2 separate regions of the Rattus norvegicus genome follow, and region 1 is linked to region 2. Evidence: chromatin contacts called from public Hi-C data. All regions are on one chromosome and are shown on one strand. The core of a region is the stretch at or near the end of the contact, and the rest is flanking DNA. Distances in the headings are between cores, read along the strand shown.

What was found. Hi-C and Micro-C count contacts between places; a contact is called where the count stands out from the background.
Region 1: a contact with region 2 is called in a Hi-C map of frontal cortex, with 1.6 times the contacts expected there. The contact joins the promoter of Ubash3b here to the enhancer-like site in region 2. A contact is called at or near these places in 2 of 12 Hi-C or Micro-C datasets (the A7r5 cell line and frontal cortex) and 1 of 1 datasets of contacts at active chromatin or transcription factors (oligodendrocytes).

The regions. Positions count from the first base shown.
Region 1 is chr8:50,426,034-50,430,540 of GRCr8, forward strand. Ubash3b (ubiquitin associated and SH3 domain containing, B) reads right to left here and starts at 2,988. Exons shown (of 14, transcript NM_001191792.1): 1 at 2,822-2,988. The coding sequence starts at 2,949.
Region 2 is chr8:50,323,515-50,328,559 of GRCr8, forward strand. The region is part of intron 1 of Ubash3b (ubiquitin associated and SH3 domain containing, B); the gene reads right to left. Among named protein-coding and RNA genes, the nearest start is that of Crtam, 52 kb to the left of the region's middle. Within about 2 kb of position 3,252, at least 53 of the 93 cell types and tissues checked have an H3K27ac peak or open chromatin away from gene starts, as enhancers often do.

The DNA.
Region 1 (4,507 bases), core at 1,738-4,237, 100 kb after region 2:
CAAGAACACCACTTCCTGTTAGGAGAAATTTAGCTAAGAGCAATAAACCCCACCTCCCTCCCTCAGACCTTCTCTGTTTCCTCTTGGATAAAGAGAGGCCAAACAGAAATAGTAAAAATACTGTGTGTTGGGATAACTAATGACTCTCCAAAATATATCAACGGTCCCCCGCCCCTTCCAGGGATTTTGTGGTTGTTGTTGGTGGTGTTTTGGTTTTGGTGTTCGGCGGGGGGGGGGGGGTGTTTTGTTGAGACAGATTTTCTCTGTTTAGCTCTGGCTGTCTTGGAACTCACTCTGTAGACCAGGCTGTCTACCACTTCCGCCCATGTGCGGGATTAAAGGGCTGAGCCACCATTGCCAGGTTTCTATGTCTTAATCCCTAAAACCTATAAACACTACACGGCAAAGAAAAGACTTTACAAGAATGATGTTATGAAGTTCAGGGGTGGCTTTGACATGGGTAGTTATTCCAGATTACCCACGAGGACCACAAGGCCATCATACGCATTCACGGAATACTACTAAGCCACGAAAAAGAACAGAGTCCTGCCATTTGCTGATGTCAGGGACAGAGCTGGGGTTGATTGTATCAAGTGTTTACCATCAAGCTTGATGTCCTGTGTTTGTCCCTTGAGAACCATGTGGTACAAGAAGACAACTAGACTTCATAAGCTGTTGTTCTCTCTCTCTCTCTCTCTCTCTCTCTCTCTCACGCATGCTCGCACACACGCACACACACACACACAGAGTTTTCTATGTGTATCATAAAAGACACTCAGAAGATTTTAGTGCAAAGAGAATAGAATTAAGGGTACAGACTGGATGGAATGAGGCAGTCACAACCAAACAATGCCCACCAGCCACCAGAAGCTGGCAGAATGGAATAGATTCTCCCCTAGAGCCTTCAGAGGGAGTACAACCGCACCAACACAGTTTTATCCCAGGGAGAGAGCAACTTTGAACATCTGTCCTCTAGAATATAGAGAGAACACATTTCTGCTGATGTAAGCCATCCAGCCGGCAGCCAATAGAAACAGATATAGTGTTACCACTTAATGCCTGACAGTGTGCAGGGCACTGCTCAGAGTATCTCACCCACACAGAACCCCACGGCTCTTCCTCTGAGGTCTGACAGTGAAGACACAAGGTCTGGGTTGGAGTCTCTGCTTTCTCCCTAACTACTGTGACCCTAAGTATACTGCATAACCTCTTCAAACACCAGCTTCCTAAGTCATAAAACAGGCATGGAATATGTCTTCACTAGGAGTATATGTAGGAAATGAAAATACAGTGTTTCCAAGCATCAATAGTACGTCATCAGTAATCTTGCTATTATGTGATCTCGGGGATTAAAGAAGACATAGGCAAGCCATCCTAGTCTATCATGACCCGAGCAAGGCCTCTGAGGCCCATTGAAGAAAACAGACTTAAAGCTCACTGAATATCAAATATGAAAATCTAAAGAGTCCACTCTAGCGCTTCATCATTTAATTAAGCAATTCGGGTCCTTGACGCTGATCTCACTTCAGAAATGGCAGCAGCCTAGAACTAAGCAACTTCTACAGCATATTTGGACTCCGCCCCAGTTCTCACGAGGCCCTAGATCCCCACCCATCCTCAAGGCTTTCCATGAAGGACCCTCACTTGGCATCCCATGCAAAACCTTTCACATCCTCTCCCTGTGCTGTGCTGAAGTCCTAATATTTCAAAGTCAGCAGGAAGCAAATATCTTGGTCCACTTTTTAGCCTTTCACGGACCGGGCCAAACAGCACTGCAGCCTGTCTGAGCAGGTTGGGTAGGATCATACATTCCTGAATAGGAGTCCGCTTTGCTTAGGCTGCCCCCAGGTTAGTAAGAAAACAAGGCTCAAAGGAAGGACACCCCTGGAGTTACCGCATGAATGAACGCCGAGGAAGGAACGAACTTACTGACTCGACCCTATCTGATTAAGTTCGCCAACTCTTCAATTCTGGTGATGTAATTAAAAGAGTGAGAGAGCTGCACCTTCCGAACTTTGTGTCCCCACCGAGGAAACAAGCAAGCCAGGAATTAACCAGAGAAGGCGCCGGCTTTCTATCAGACGAGATTCCAGCCCCTTGCCCTGGTGTGCACCAGCTCCAGAGAACTGTTGCAGCCTGGCGCTGGCAACCCTGCTCTTCCCAGAAGGCTACAGCGACAGCCACCTGCGCTCTCTGCCCTTCGCCTGCCCACCCTCAGAAAGGAATAAGGAGGCAGGAGGGCAGCTCCCCAACCCCATACTTTCGAGCACCCACAGCTTTCTGCGCTGCCGTCACCACTGACGAGAACCCTGGTCCCCTGGAGGAATTCTCCTTCCCATCCCATCCTCTCTATCAATGAACACGCAGCGACACCCACGCTCCCGCTCCTCCCACTCCGGAGGGAGCCGGAGCTCAAGAGCGACATCCGGAGCTGGAAGCCGCTGCAGCGGGGGCGCCGGCCACCCTGCCCTGCTGCCCCTTGCCTTTCCCCAGCCACCAGTAGACCGACCCCCGACCCCCGCTTCCAAACCTGCTCAGCACTCTGGATCGATAGGGGACCCAAGTCCTCCAAGGGACCCGCCTCTCCTGGGCTTAATATAAGAAGACCTCTGGGGGAGCGCGCGCGAATCGCCCAGAGCTACCCGCGAAACCAGGGATTCGAACCCGATGCCCCGGACGTCCAGCATCCCCAAGCAAGCCCCTAGCCCGGCACTCCCGCCTCCAGTACGCCCATCGCGTTTCCCTAAGCAGGTCTCAGGCAGCGCCAGCACGGCGAGCCGGAGCGAAGTCGAGGGTCGAGGGGCCGAAGCGGGTGACTTACGCGCGGGCGCGGGGGAAGCCCATGGACAGGAGCAGGTCCAGCGCCGACCCATGCCTGACGGTGCCCGGACGCTGCAGGCGGTCCCTACGCGGGGTGACTTTGCTGTACAGCTCCTCGCGCGCGGCCATGCCTAGGGCTGGGGTCGCGATGCCGAGTGACCGCTCAGCGGCCGCCCATCGCCCGCGCGCCAGAGCCGGGGGTCCCGGGAGGACGGCGGGGGCGGCGCTCCCAGATCTCCGAGCTGAGACTGACGCTTCCTGGAGAGGCTACTGGAGCTCGGCGCGGGCCGGTGGCTGCTGCAGGTCCGACCTCAGCCCGCGGGGTCCAGGAGTCCCAGCGTTGCGCTGCTGCAGCTTTCTCTGTCCTCCGCCCCCCCCAGCTTCTCCTCCCTGAGCTGTCCGGGAATTTGCAATGAGTAATTTTTGAATGGATCAAAAAGGAAAAGCAGCCTTGTGGGCAGGCCCTGCCTCGCCTGTGCCGGGCCCCGCCCCTCTCTTAAAGCGGCCGCGCCGGCCCAAGCTGGGCTGGCTGGAATCCAGCCAGCCATAGTAGGGATTGCTTCTAGACAGAAGGTCTCCTCTCCGGCAACGAAGTAGGCCAGTGTGCTTCGATTCGCAGGGCCCTAGCTTTGCCCCTTGGCTTGCATATCGACCCATCTGGGCCTCGAGGCTCCAGAATAGCCCATTTCACGTTTCATTTGATCATTGGCGAGGTCAGTAATGGAAACCTACTGCATGACTAGATGAGAGGAGCAGAAGGCTAAGCCGTAAGGCCCGGGAAAGGTGTCACTTCAAATAGATCCCGCTAAAGTTACAAAGTTGTTACCTCACTGTAGGCCACAGCCCTCAGTGATTGACTGGAGAGCGACTTCTGGAAAGGGGCGTCTGAGTTTTGGAAATGGTAGGACCTGAGAGAGCAGAGGCCAGGGAGGAAGGGAAAAGAGAAAGGGGAAGAAAAAAAAGGGAGGGGAAGCAGAGAAATGAAGGGCTAGGAGCTAGAAAGAGAAGGAAGAGAGAAAGGACACTAATTATAGCACTTACAAATGGAAAGTGTTGACTTTCATAAGACAGCATGCACCCTATCAATAAAAGGGTTCGAAGACTGGATCCCTGCTGCCCAGAGGCCACAAATGAGAGGCGCGCGCGTGCGTGCGCGCGCGCGCGCGCACACACACACACACACACACCCAGCTCAGTAGAACCAGCAATCCTGCCTCAAAGAACAGAAGTCATTACTGCTGTTGCCCATTAAAGTGTGATCATCAGGAAACAAAGCCATTTTTCTCAATCAAGAACTGATTCCATTTGGTGTAATAGAAGAGGCACAGATCTTCTTTGGGGGAATAGTAGTAGTAATGGCGGTGATGGCCGTGGTGGTGATGTTGATGGTGGTGGTGGTAGTGATGATGATGATACCTAACATTTATTGGATCTATTTGTATGCCAATGATTGTGCTAAGCATAATAGCTGAATTAACCACGAGCCTTTTACAAGTGGCCTCGAGGATGCCTACCTGTATAGTCTCGTTCTATAGATGAGAAAACTCATCTCAGAGGGGCAGAGGAAAATCAAAGAGCTCCCAAGTGAAGAGATGACTCATTGTGTTGCCCTGGGCAAGTTACCTCTCTCCTCAACAGCCTTGGAGTCTCATCTACGTAACAATAGTTGCTGAACTCCCTACACACC
Region 2 (5,045 bases), core at 2,002-4,501:
GACATCCCGCTGTCTATTTTCAGTTGTTTCCACATTAGGGTTTTATTTTCACTTCCCTAAAAGTTGTCATGTCTTTGCATTTTCTCCCCGATTTTTACCCACTCATTTCCAATGACCTAGATCCCCCACAGAGTGGATTCTTATAACCCTTGATGGAATGGGTGGGGAAGAACAGAAAGACTCGGTGCTAAATATCTACAAGGACACTTGGATAAACTCACTTCTTCCTCCTTTTCCTGCCCCAACGACCCAAGGGGATCATCATGTTCAATTACTTTGCAGACAACTTTGGGGACAAAACAGAGCCAGGGAGTGCTATTACCAGTTACTTCTGGAGAGATAGCTCGAAGCCTTCCTGATGGTGGGCCAGTAGCTACGAGAGGCTCACTGCAGTGAGACTTTCAAGTTTGCAAGGGGCACTGCAAAGCCAGGTCAGCCAGAGCCACAGAGCTCTGGGTTTGCATCCTGCTTTGGTGCTGATTCACGGGGAACAAGATTCACACGGTCCCTGTCCCTGGGGTATGTGGTCCAGTAGGCAGGAAAACAAGAGCTAGAAGCTAACTATCTGATTACTCTGGGGGCAAGAGCTGTGGAGGGAACTGGGTATGGTGGTGCACATGTTTGATCCAACACTGGGGGGGGGGGAGCAGAGTTTAGCCTGGTCTACATAGAGAATTTCAGGCCAGCCAGGGTTACAGGGTGAGACCTTGACTCAATAGTAATAACAGTAGTAATTGTAGTAATAGTAATAGTAGTAGTAATAGTAGTAGTGGTGGTGGTAGTAATAGTAGTAATAGTAGTAGTAATTATAGTAGTAGCAATAGTAATAATAGTAGTGGTAGTAATAGTAATAATAGTAGTGGTAGTAATAGTAGTAATAATAGTGATAGTGGTAGTAATAGTAATAATAGTAGTTGTAGTAGTGGTAGTAATAGTAGTAGTGGTAGTAATAGTAATAATAGTAGTGGTAGTAATAGTAGTAGTGGTAGTAATAGTAATAGTGGTAGTAATAGTAATAGTGGTAGTAATAGTAATCGTAGTAGTAATGGAGGGGAAGCCTGAGAACCTTGACAATGTACAGAAGTCTAATGACAGCACCAAGGCAGAGGCACTGTGAACTGTAAGGTGACGACTCACTGGGAGGGGAGGGGTGGCTGTGGTGGGTAGACACCGTGTCTCTACTCTGTCCTGGAATGTAAAGATGGGTCATATTACACGGAGCCTTGGCTAGCTAGTGCCTGACACATCACAGGTGGCCAGTATGAGATCATTTTCAAAGCAAGCCATCAGTAAGTAATGACTTTTGTGCTTTCCACTACACTGATTTGGGGTCCTCGGGCTGAAGGGAAGGAGGGAAGGAATTCAAATTGAACTGTCACTCTTTCCAAGTATCCTTTTCCTTCTCACCCGAGGATCCTGGGTCTCCCCCGCCCCCCTCCATGGACCACTCAGAGCCATGAGTGAGTCTCTGGGTCAGGCTGGGAGAGACTTTAGATATCATGTGTGTGCCCAGTTTCTTCAGCCTCCCAAGGAAAACTCCAGGAGAGAGATGTGAAGAAATCTGCTCAAAGCAGGCCTGGCTTTTCTCCCTTATTAACTCCCCAGCGATGGGCTACCTGGAACAGCATGGGGTGAGACACAAACTATTCACTGAGATGAAGTCCAGGAGAAAAGAGGTGGGCCTCTGGGAAAGGAAGCTGGTAAAGGCAGCTTAGAAGCAGGGAGCACTCTCATCCCCACTACTACTGCCGGGGGTTGAGACCCACACCTCCCTTTTTTAGGTAGAGAAGCCACATTAAAAAAAAAAAAGCCTACCAGTCAGGGGTTGTTGGAGGCTATTAAATGCCCCCAGAAGGACCCATTGTTCCCAAAACAATTGGGATGAGAACTCATTTTCAGCCCAGACAATGTGCTATTTATAGAGAGCATCCAATTTCTTTGTCTTGCACCCTTCCCCCCAACGAAATACAGCTGACTGAAATTTAATTTATTTCTTTGGAGAAGCCGCCACGAGAATCCTCTGGAAATGAGAGATCTAATTAAGTTATGGTCTCCCTAACTTAAAAGTCTTGTTATTTGGAGAAGGTTCAGAGGTGGGAGGGTGGATTGAGATAATGGAAGGTTTGAGTGGCATACAGGTTAAAGACACCTAAACAGGTCTTCACACAGAATGCAAGGCTGAGGGAGGAGCTTCGTACTTAACACACCCTGCCCGGAGAGGGTTAGCTGTGTTGGCAACAGCACCAAGGGCCCTTGAGCCTTAAGAAATATTCTGGAAGAAATAGGTTTTAAACATTGTTTTTAAACCTGTCTTTTTAGATTTATTTGACACGTCTGCATGTATGTGTATGTACCGTGTTCGTGCCTAGTACCAACAGAGGTCAGGGCACTGACTCCCACAGAACTGGAGTTATAGAAGATTGTGAGCCAGCACGCGGGTGCTGGGAACTAAACTCTGGTCCTCTGGAAGAGCAGCAAGTGCTTTTAACTGCTGAGCTAACTCTCCAGCTTCCGCCTCCCTCCTTTTTTGGGGGAGGGAAGTGTGGTGGTGATGAGGCCAGAGGAGCTGCAGGAGTTGGTACCCTCCTGCGGTAATGGATTGAACTCAGGCTGTCAGGGCTTTGTGGTGAGCGCACAGTGGTTCTTAAATGTACTTCTAAAGGTTTCTAGAAAGTCAATTCATACCTCTGAAACAGAGGAGTGAACTTGCTAGGCAGGGAAAACCCCATTCCTCAGAGGGAGGCCGGGAGGCTCAAAGCAAGCTGGTTACAACGGATTGAGTCTGTTCCCAGAACTCTGCCCACAGAACAGGCCCGCGCGGAACAGCAGCTGCAGACTCCCAGCTCTGCTCAGATGAAGAGCAAGTTGCCATAGAGCACCACCCCCACGGCCTACCCCTGGGGCCAACGCCAAGGGCCAGTGGGAGGATGATGGGAACGGCCAAGCCCCAGCTCAGGCCAGGCATCTGCTCCCCTCAGCGCAACTCAGAGGCTGGCAGGGGTTTCACTTCAGAGTCCCGTCCTCTGCAGGTAGAGAAGCTCCCCTTCAGCCTGGACTGTGAGAGTCCAGCCCCACCTTCAGGTGACGTTGGGGCAGTTCGGAGGACAAACACTCTTGGTAGGGTGGTCTCACGTGAGACCAGTGGGTGGGGACACTCTGTGAGTTCCCGACATTCCATCACATCAAACAGCCTGGTCTTAAATCATTTGTAGTTGACAATGAAACAAAACATCCTGCTTTCTGCCTACCAAGGAAGGAGACCAGAACAGCTGACACAAAAGCAAGGGCTGAGGGACAAGACAGATGAGCCAAACGGGCCTCTATGAAGGTCCCAGCCGCTGGGAGGAGCCAGCAGTATCGCCAACCAATCACCTCCTCTGCTGTGAGTCCTCCCCTTTGGGGGTTCTACCCTCTACTGAGGGTCCTCCCCCCTCTGCTGGGAGTCCTCCCCTCAGCTGGGAGTCCTCCCCTCAGCTGGGAATCCTCTCTGCTGGGGGTCCTCCCCTCTGCTGGGAGTCCTCCTCTCTGCTGGGAGTCTCCCCTTAGCTGGGAGTCCTCCTGCTGCTCCCAGCTCCCAGGATCTTCAGATCTTTGCATGTGGAAAGATGGCCTCAAGGATCATGCTTTAGAAGGTTCACAAAGAAACTTTCCTGCTGGTTTGCCTGTGACAGCATTCCCCCTCTCCTTTCCTCCTTCCTTTCTCACCCACAGTCCTTCTCTTTCTCCCAGCCCCTTCCCTCTTTCCTTCTCTTCGTTGTCCCCTCACCCCCTGCCTGTTTTTCCTTAAGAAATTGCACAGAATCAGATGAAAATGAAGAGCCAAGCCAAAGGCCCGCAGTGCTGGTTCCTGATTGGTGGGTATCTTTCAGGGACCACGGTCTGATCCAGGTTTGAGTCAGTCATATCCAGATGCCACAAGAGCCTCTTCTCTTAATTCCCTATGAAACTGTTCTCCATGTTACTCTAGCTCAGTGCTTTTCAACCTTCCCCATGCTGTGCTCCCTTGATATAGTTCCTCATGTGGTGCCCTTGTATTGGCTGGTTTTGTGTGTCAACTTGACACAAGCTGGAGTTACCACAGGAAAAGGAGCCTCAGTTGTGGAAATGCCCTCGTGAGATCCAATTGTAAGACATTTTTGCAACTAGTGGTCAAGGTGGGAGGACCCAGCCCATTGTGGGTGGTGCTGTCCCTGGGTTGATGGTCTCGGGTTCTATAAGAAAGCAAGATGAACAAGGCAGGGGAAGCAAACCAGTAAGAAACATCCCTCCATGGCCTCTGCATCAGTTCCTGCTTCCTGACCTGCTTGAGTTCCAGTCCTGACTTCCTTTGGTGATGAACAGCAATGTGGAAGTGTAAGCTGAATAAACCCTTTCCTCCCCAGCTTGCTTCTTGGTCATGATGTTTGTGCAGGAATAGAAACCCTGACTAAGACATGCCCTCGACCATAAAATTATTTTCTTTGCTATTTCATAACCGTAATTTTGCTACTGTTATGAACCGTCACGTTAAGTGTCCGGTATGCAGGACAGCTGACATGCGACCCACAGGTTGAGAACCGCCTCAAACACCATGCTAAACTTGAAAAGAAACTGTGAGAGCCTTTTAGATTTCTGATCTGGGGCTTAGAGACACTTTTCCCTACTGCAGTGTAGTCTACTCAGAGAGGCTCTTAGTCAGGAACACAGCCTCCCCCCACCCCCTACCCGCACCCCAGCCCATTGTGTGCGTTCCAGTTGTCTGTGTTCAAAAGACCTATTTGTAAAGAAAAAAGAAGATACAAGGCCAGGTACAGAATCCTCCGAGTGGATAAAACACCTGACATAACCAAAATTAAATTAATTATATCTCTTCTTCATGTCGCCAAGACAACCTTACATTTTGGAAATATTTAATATGATCTCCAAGATGCAAAAAATAAAAAAAAAACCCACTCAACCTGCAGGATAGCATTAATCTTTCATACCTAACACATTTAATTGAATTTAAAATGGCCTAATTAACCAGACAACTCTTTGTTGGAAATTAGTTTAACGGTCTGTGCCAT